2 separate regions of the Mus musculus genome follow, and region 1 is linked to region 2. The links are chromatin contacts, called in public Hi-C maps. All regions are on one chromosome and are shown on one strand. The core of a region is the stretch at or near the end of the contact, and the rest is flanking DNA. Distances in the headings are between cores, read along the strand shown.

What was found. A called contact is a pair of places that touch in the nucleus more often than the background predicts.
Region 1: a Hi-C map of uterus shows a contact between it and region 2, with 6 times the contacts expected there. The contact joins two enhancer-like sites. A contact is called at or near these places in 1 of 15 datasets of contacts at CTCF or cohesin (the NIH/3T3 cell line), 5 of 484 Hi-C or Micro-C datasets (adipose-derived mesenchymal stem cells, embryonic fibroblasts, muscle stem cells and 2 more) and 1 of 9 other capture datasets (embryonic stem cells).

What each region holds. Positions count from the first base shown.
Region 1 is chr14:106,153,292-106,157,718 of GRCm38.p6, reverse strand. No RefSeq gene overlaps it. Among named protein-coding and RNA genes, the nearest start is that of Trim52, 49 kb to the right of the region's middle. Within about 2 kb of position 2,343, at least 34 of the 459 cell types and tissues checked have an H3K27ac peak or open chromatin away from gene starts, as enhancers often do. A contact at or near this core is called in adipose-derived mesenchymal stem cells and uterus, where this site is marked.
Region 2 is chr14:106,009,374-106,013,727 of GRCm38.p6, reverse strand. No RefSeq gene overlaps it. Among named protein-coding and RNA genes, the nearest start is that of Trim52, 95 kb to the left of the region's middle. Within about 2 kb of position 1,462, at least 73 of the 459 cell types and tissues checked have an H3K27ac peak or open chromatin away from gene starts, as enhancers often do. A contact at or near this core is called in adipose-derived mesenchymal stem cells and uterus, where this site is marked.

The DNA of each region.
Region 1 (4,427 bases), core at 1,094-3,593, 140 kb before region 2:
GACTAGTAAACTCCAAGCTAGAATCTAACTTTTCGTAAGGTAAGAGAGTCTCTAAATAATGTCAGTTACAAATTTATCTTACAGATAGTTGAGAACATGTACCCCAGTTATACCCCATACTAGAAGACAGATTACAAAGTACATCTGACTTTATAAAAAGCTGAGATTATCACAGTAAATTTGCAAGAAGGCAGTTAAATATATAAGTCATTAAAACTAATGACATTTCAAACCGTAAAAATATAACAGGTATTGGTAACAAAATAAGGAAAGCAATAGAATTGAAAAACTCAAGATTTAGCTTAAGAACAAATGAAAGTAAAAAGACTGCTTTAAATATATTCCCAGAGAAAATAATAAATACAAGAAACAGAAATGTAGAATTTATTACCCCATTTCTACCCATTACTGCAGACTGAGTCTTTTCCCAGTCTATGAGATATTCCGGAAATTGTAATAAATTCCATTTATTGCTTAACTTGTTTCAGTCGGTCTTCTGACCCTTGAAATAAAAGTAATTATCATTAGTAAAATCTATTTATCTCTCTGGATAGAAGTGTTGATTCCAGAGACATTTAAGCTTTGCCAGATACTATCATGTCCAAAAAGTTTAAGACTGTAAATAGTTTTCTAAAAACACTAGTCTGTTCCACATAAAGAAATTAATATTATTCTTTTAATAACCAAAATATGTGTTTTTAGTATGCATTGGCAGAGAAGCATCCACATATAATTACTCAGAATCTACCTCCTAAGGTCTCTTATGGGTCCCCCAGAGTTTTATCCAACCAAACCAAGCAGAGAATAAAAGGGTGGAAAAAAATCATGAAAAGTTTAATGGGGCAAACCTAGAAAAGGTCAGTCCTTGCTCTCCCAATGGATATGACTCAGGGACAATGGTGCATGGAACTAGAAGCAGGTCTGGGCAAGAGTCTCACTGGGAAGCCATGCAGACACCAACCACAAGATTCCCGATGACATCTCTTGACTCAGAAAAGAGAATAGCCATTTTTGGCAGAGATCCATATATTTCACAACAAAAACTACTTTGTCTTTTGTGAAGTTGATATACTGAATATAAGTTGTAACTGAATATTAAATAAATTCTAGCATTTCAAGAATTTATGAAAGATGTATATGCATCAGCATTTGAGATATTAATAATCTTTGATTAGTTATTGGTAGCTGTATCCTCAGTAACCTATGCCAAGTTTTTTAAGAACCTAGAAATTGAAAGTCCTAAACTTGAACCTTAAAAAAAAAGAACCCGAAGATGTGTTTGGTGGTAAACAATTGTAACACCAGCACTAGAATCTGAAACAGGAGTTACCATGAATTTGAGACCAGCATGTATTGCATAGCATGTACCAAATTCTGTCTATAAATAAACTAATTAATCAGTAAGTGGATAAATAACACCCATCCCTGAACATCTCATTTATTCATGCAAATCTTTGCTTTGACACTCAGATAAATGCAGATACCATACATACAATGGAACCTGGATAAAAAATTAATGAGTCTTTTCTGCATAAAGGTGTTTCTGTTCTCTTGACTAAAGGAGATAAGTACAATTAGGAGTTATGAATATCCTGAAGATCAAAAATTCACTTCAAGCTAATGCCTAAGCACACCTCCAGAAGCTGTGGGAACAGATGGCTTCCACATGATAAAATCAGATTCCAGCTATCTGCTCTTTCACAAAAAACAAGATGCTCTTTCTATATGTGATTTAGCAACAATTATCAATATGAACATATCTTCATTACAAATATCCATGTGGTAACAAAACAATAAATATGAGTATTATCATTTCCTTAAATAAAATGCACTAAAAATGCCAACATTCTAAAGTAGAATTACATCGAATATAAAATTGATGCCTTGGCTGTATGAACACAAATATAAATATAAAAAGGTAAAAACAGCTATGACACAACCTTTCTTTCTGTTTTTCTTTTTCTTTTTTGTGAAACAAGGCTTCTCTGTATAGTTCTTGCTGTCCTGGAACTCACTCTGTAGACCAGGCTGGCTGCAAACTCAGAGATCCCTGTCTCTGCCCCTTGAGCACTGAGATTGAAGATCTGTGTCAGCATGACCTTTATAACTGACACTATGCTTATTAATGGATTTGTTGAGGAGCTGCACTCAGGAGTAGGGCTGTTTGGTGATCAATGACATCAACTGAAGACAAGTGTGTGCCAGTTACTGTGCTAAGTGCTTTAAACTTCATACCATTATTATTGACAATTCACAATCAAGGAGGCTGTTATATATGTTGCCCAAGATGACCTTACCAGGAAGCAGAGGAATGGAGAACTACGCACAGCTCTGTCTGATGTGGACTCTGACCTCCTTGTGTTGCACAAGCTTCCTCTAATATCAGTGCTTCCTGCTCCAGAGAAAGCACAGACTTAACGAGAGAATTTTATTACAAACACAACAAGCCAACTAGTACAAAAATAGAAAACAAGGTTACAAATACATCTAGATATTTTCATATTAATTTCCCTACTGGGTATTTTTAAATGATAGCTCTGAAATGCAGAATACTACTTTCCTTCCCTGTGACACACTTAAGACTGTGGTGCTGGGTGGTATGTGCATTGGCAGCGCAGAGAAGGAGCGGGCCAGCACCTTTTCCTAGGCGCCCTGAGCTGTGGCACTGCCCCTTCGGTTGTTACATGAGTCTTTTACGACACAGTGTTCTCACTGAGTATCTTTGTTCATTCCTAATAAGCCAGTTTCCTTGTCTTCAGCTGTGTAATTCACTATATACAGTTTCCTCACTGGTTCCAGAAACAAAGTAAACAATCTCATGAAGTGTTGTTCTCTGAGCACACGATTAAAATGATTGTCAAAACATAAGCTTCTGTCCTTGAAGTAATGGTTTCTATTAATCTATTTTCTTTTAACGCGTTTTATTGGTTATCCTGTTGGCATACAAAAATAATTTTTCCTTAAGATATTTTCATGCCTGTGCCTCACTGAACTTTTCTTATGCCTGTGCCTATAACCCTCCCTAAAATAAGAGCAATGGGAAGAAAAAGGAAACAGAGTGAAACCCGGAGCCTTACTTCTCCCCATCTGTTTTACGGTGGAAAGATGGAAAAAATGAAACAAACAAGACGTCATGCTGACAGCAGAGGACAATAGCAAGCGAGGTCCCATAACCCGGGCTGAGGTGATCATGAGGGGCATGCTTGTAGAAACCTGTACTCCGAGGACCGTGTGCTTGCAGCATACCATGTGACATGGGTTAATGACGAAGCAAGCTAGCTAGGCAGAAACTTCAGGAAGGAGTAAAGATGGAGGACAGCTTGCTCAGCAGTGATGACAGAAATACTAATCTACGTCAGATGGGAGAACAGACAGAAGACACTGAATTCACTGAAAGAATTCTCAGGCATCACACCTTCAATGAGGGAAGATGGTAGATTAATTTTTAAACTTTTCATTGACAAGGGAAAGGTGTAAGAGCCAAAGGTAGTCATTGAGAGAATGTGTGAGAAAACTACCAAGTAAAGCAAACATTAAACTTTGTAAGAATAATGAGAATTCACAATATAAGAAAGAACAAAGTAAATCAATAGTGAAATGGGTGCTTTTATTCTAAATTTTGATATGAAATTAGACACTTAAAAACAATTTTAAACGAAAGTGCTGTTAAAAAGAAATAAGGCCCAACTTGAGGCTCATCCTGTGGAAGAGAGCCAACCCCCTGACATTATTAATGATGCTCTGTTAGGCTTGCATTCAGGAACCTAGCATAGCTGTCTCCTGGGATGCTTCATTCAGCAGCAGATGCAGAGACCCATAGCCAAACATCAGGCAGAGATGAGAATCTTGGAAGAGCTGGAGGTAGAACTGAGCAAGCCCAAGGGTCGAAGACACCACATGAAGCCCCTTGGCCCATGAGGGCTCACAGAGACTGAACCACCAACCAAATAGCATGTACAGATGGACCTAGCCCCACCCCCACCCCCACATTAGCAGCAGACATGCAGCTTTGTCTTCATGTGGGTCCCCTAACGATTGAAGCAGGGACTGTCTCTGACTCTGTTGCCTGCCCGTGGATCCCCTTCTCCTACCTGGACTTCCCGGTTGGGCCTCAGTGGGAGAGGAGATACTTGGTCCTGCTGAGACTAAGTGTCCCTGGTTGGAGTGGTACCCAGATGGTTGGAGCTTCCCCCTTCTTTGAAGAGCAGGGAAGAGGTAATGGGGCAAAGATTTTCAGGGGCAGGAGGGAAAGGTGATGTGATTGTGATTTAATGTTAAAAAAATAATAATTATGGAGAAAAAAAAACTGTGTAGCACAAACACCTATTTATCATTTTATCGTTTTTAACATGATAGCCAAATGTACAGCCAAGAATACACTCACACATCTACAAACAGAAGAAAATCAAAAATTAAGAATGATGACA
Region 2 (4,354 bases), core at 213-2,712:
ACCTGGACAATTCTCTAAAGCGAAGTCCACTTCTACCTCCATTCTGTCTGGGAGAAAGCAAATCTTCATCAAATCAATGCAGACATGGTAGTCCTGAACCTTCCAGGTAGACTCTACCATCAGTAGTCATTTGGGATGGATCACGATGCTCCCTTCTGGAACTCTCTTTCCTTCCTTACTACAGTGATTTGCGCTCTCTCTCTCTCTCATTCGTTCCCTCTCTCCAGAAAAAAATAACATAGTAGGGACTGAGAGATGTGTGAATGGTTAAGAACACTTGTTCTTATTGAAGAGGACACAGATTCTATCCCTAGGACCCACACAGTGATTCACAACCATCTGTAAGTGCAGCTCCGGGGTCCAATGCCCTCTTCTGACCTCTGTGTTCACCAAAAATGCAAGTGGTGCACGAACACACATGCAAGCAAAACACTCATATATACAACAAAAACACTCATATATACAGTAACCCTAATCTCTGGCTCTACCATGGAGTATAGTTGGTTTTAGTTGAGAGAAAAGAATATGGTATGATCTTCATGGGGTAAAGTTCAGCCTTTACCTCCAGAATTAGGAAGCAAACAAACTGAAGTTTCTAATTTCGTACATTAGAATTTTGTACATTAGTTAATGTAATTTTAAAGGTGGCTCTGTCTTTAAGAGAAGAAAGAGAGGGAGGGAAGGGGAGGGGAGGGGAGGGGAGGGGAGGGAAGGGAAGGGAAGGGAAGGGAAGGGAAGGGAAGGGAAGGGAAGGGAAGGGAAGGGAAGGGAAGGGAAGGGAAGGGAAGGGAAGGGAAGGGAAGGGAGCAAAGAGAGTCTGCAGATGTAGCTGAGCCAGTCTAGCTCTTCCCTAGAATGTACAAAGCACTGAGTTCTAGCCACCACATAAAATAGGTTGATTCACACCTATAGTCTCAGCACTTGGGAGATAGAGGCAGGAAGACCAGAAAGTCACTCTTGGCTACATGGTGGGACTGAGACTAGCCTGAGCTGCATGAAACTTTGTCTCAATCAATCAACCAATAAACAATCAATCAATTAATAAATGGGATGAAGAAGAAAATAGATAACTTTTAGGACAATCAAGACATTACATCAAAATTCATCATCCTACTAAATTCCATGGGAAGTGACATTTGTCACTGTGAGAAAAACAGATGGTGAAAGAAGAAACCTTGAGAACTAAAACTGAGAATGAAATGCCAGTGACATTGTGTGTCCCTCTAATGCCCTCCTATATGCAGTTGTAGCCTCCAAAGCAACTCATTTCTTTCTTATACACATACTTCCTAGCCAAAAGTCATTCCATAGTGCTTTTAAAGTAAGATGTGTGTGGAGTTGGGGCGGGGGTGTTCTTATGAGGATGAGTGTGTGCTTGTGAGTGGGGTGAGAATGGGAACAGTGGGGGTCATTCAAACTATGAGACAGGCAACACTGACCCAGGACACTTTGCCAGCAGTGGTGATTCATCTTCCGCTCAGGCACAAGGACGCCAAGACCTCTGTGTTTTGCTCTCCGTTCACATTTGTGCTCTTTAAACCAGTGAGTCACACATTGGAAATATGTATGAAGTAAGCAAGAATATGTCACCGAGTTATTTCTGGTGGTTCAATACACACATCCAAGGACATCACGTGTCTGAAAGGCAAATTTTTAAATGTGAGGGGTTTATACATAGCAGACACAGTTGTTTTCTTTCTGTAAAGGAAAAAAAAATCTGATGTAAGAAGAAATGGATCCTGGTAAAACGATTAAGTTTAGGGGAAAGGGATAAAATATTTCTTCCTGCTCTCAATTGGACAGTTTTCTTCAGAGGAAATTACATACATTCTTGGTCACTGGAATTAGCATAGAACTATTCTTGCTGAACTTTAGTGTTAAGAAACAAATGGTATTCAGTCTCTTGTTCAGCTAGCCCAGCTTTGTGGCAAATATGAGCTTTGTACCTAGATGCAAACAAAATCCTTCCTTTTTAAAATTGTATTATTGTTTGGAGGCAGGGTCTTGCTGTGCAGCACAGGCTGGCCTTGAGTTCATGGTTATCCTTCTGTCTCAGCCTCCCCGGAGCTGGAATTAAAAAGTGTGAGCCACCACACTCTGAAAACTCTTCATGCCTTCTTAACACCACCCTAGTGACCTAAGAAATTAGAGAATGCAATAGTTGTGGGGAAACTATTTCCTTGAGAAAGTTTAAACCCATAACAAGCCAAATAATTCTTAGTCTGATAATTACCATGAGAAGACTGGTCACTCACAATCACTTAATTGTCTGTCCAGCTTTCACCAGTTGGACATTTGTGTGTAAGTGTCTTGTACACTAAAGAAGTGGCAGGGCACACAGTTAACCCCATCCACACTGACTGACTGAAGCATGACAGCATGTAGCAAACGGTAAATAATATCTATTACAACGCAGGGCATGGAGTTCATCAGAGGCAGAGTCATTCTTGTCTGAGGTGACAGGGAAGATTTGAAGTTCAGATGATACCAAGAAGTGGCAGGACAAGAAGGCAGTGGCAAAAATCATTCGAGCGAAGGGACCATGGTTGCAAGGAGTAGGGCTGGAAGGAGAACAGGGTTTCTGGGAAGCTGGCCAAGAAGCACAATTGGAGCACTGAGAATGAGAGAAAAGCATAGCAGATGTGGATCTGTAGAGAAGCCATCCTGGATAATATGGGTCTTCTCCAATTATTATTAAATTAAAATATTATTTAATCACTGTGAGCCAGAGCAAGGCGTAATCGGATAGATGTTTTTAACAAAAACTCTTATGGTGTTGTGTAACAGTTTCTTTCCAGATTTAAACGGTCCACCCTGCAGGAAGCTCCTTAAGCAGGAAGGTTAAACAACTCAGAAGAGCTTCAGGAAGTTCCTGAAACTGACCAGAATCACTAGGCCCCTCCCTGCCAGAGTCGTAAAAACCGAGTCCTTCTCAGATGCAAGGAAGCAAACGCCAAGGAAGGAGAGAAAGCAAGCGATCTGACCCAGACGGGGTCTAGATTAGCTGAGGCACCTGGAAAGACCACCCTTCAGTCTGTTTAGCTACCAGCAGACTGTACAGCTTTGTCCAGGTTCTCAGCTTTGTGAGATGGGTTTTTCTGGGATGAGGTTTGGTAAATCAGTTGCCTTTGAGGCACTTCTCCTCCTGTAGGTAACCCCTCACTCATATTCTTATAAGTGAGGGGTTATAACCCCAATCAAACTCACTGACTCACCAAGTTGAAGATTGGTGGTATCTGTAGTTTTGTCTGCTGTGAACTCCTATCTGGGTGAGTGGCTGTGTGTGTTCTGTCTCCCCAGGAAAAGTATTGTCATACCACATACAGAAAGAATTTGATATGAAGAAAAAGAGAAGAAGAAAATGTCTTGAAGCTATTGATACTCTCTGTCGTATTGATTTAACTTGAGAGCTATGGGGAAACGGAACGCAGAGCAGGTTGGGATGAATTGTAAATGGCGTACCAAAAAGTCAGAGGCTCTTTCCAGATAAGTGTGCCTCAGATGATGAGAGGGAGGGCAGAGAATAGGAATCTATGGGTCAAAAGTAATTAGAACGCAACTATATATATATATATATATTTTTTTTTTCAAAGCAAATTTTTATAATCTCAAGATTTAAAAAAAACTCTTCATTTATATATTATATATTCACATATATAATATTTATTTCTCTTATAAATGTATATACATAGTATATACATACATTAATCTACAGTTCAAACTTCCTACTCATTTGGTTCTTGTGGCTATTGTTGGTTGTTAACTTGACTATGTGGAATTAACTAAAACTCACTTGGCTAAGTACACCTGTCAGGGGTTTCTTTTTCTTAATTAAATTTTTTTACACCATTCTGTAGAGAACGAAAAAGTACATTTCTAAGGCTTAATCAACTAGATGCACGCAGCTTATATTACAAATCAGCACTTAGTGACGTGTGTGTGTGTGTGTGTGTGTGTGTGTGTGTGTGTGTAAGATGACAGCCAAAATTGTTCTTCAATGCTAACAAGGCAGTCGCATCCACTTTGGGGATCAGCAGAGCCTACAGCAATGGCAGCCAAACCCAGCCATCACCTGCACTGCTATGGGAGGAGGCATGCTCTTCACTTGTGGCAATTGTATTTTCTCCAGACCAGTGATAGGATCTGTTTGGGCTTTGATTCTTGCTATATCTAGACTCCCTGTTTTGTCTTCTCCGTAATTTTAAAGCATCCTTTCAATTGATTTCTACACGTGCATATAGACTCTAAACTGAAAGTCTTTGATAACACCACTACATTTCAGCAACAAAAGAAGAGCCAGTGAGGGAATGTTAATAATGTTGTGTGACCAAGCGAGGAAAAGGTGGGAGGCAGA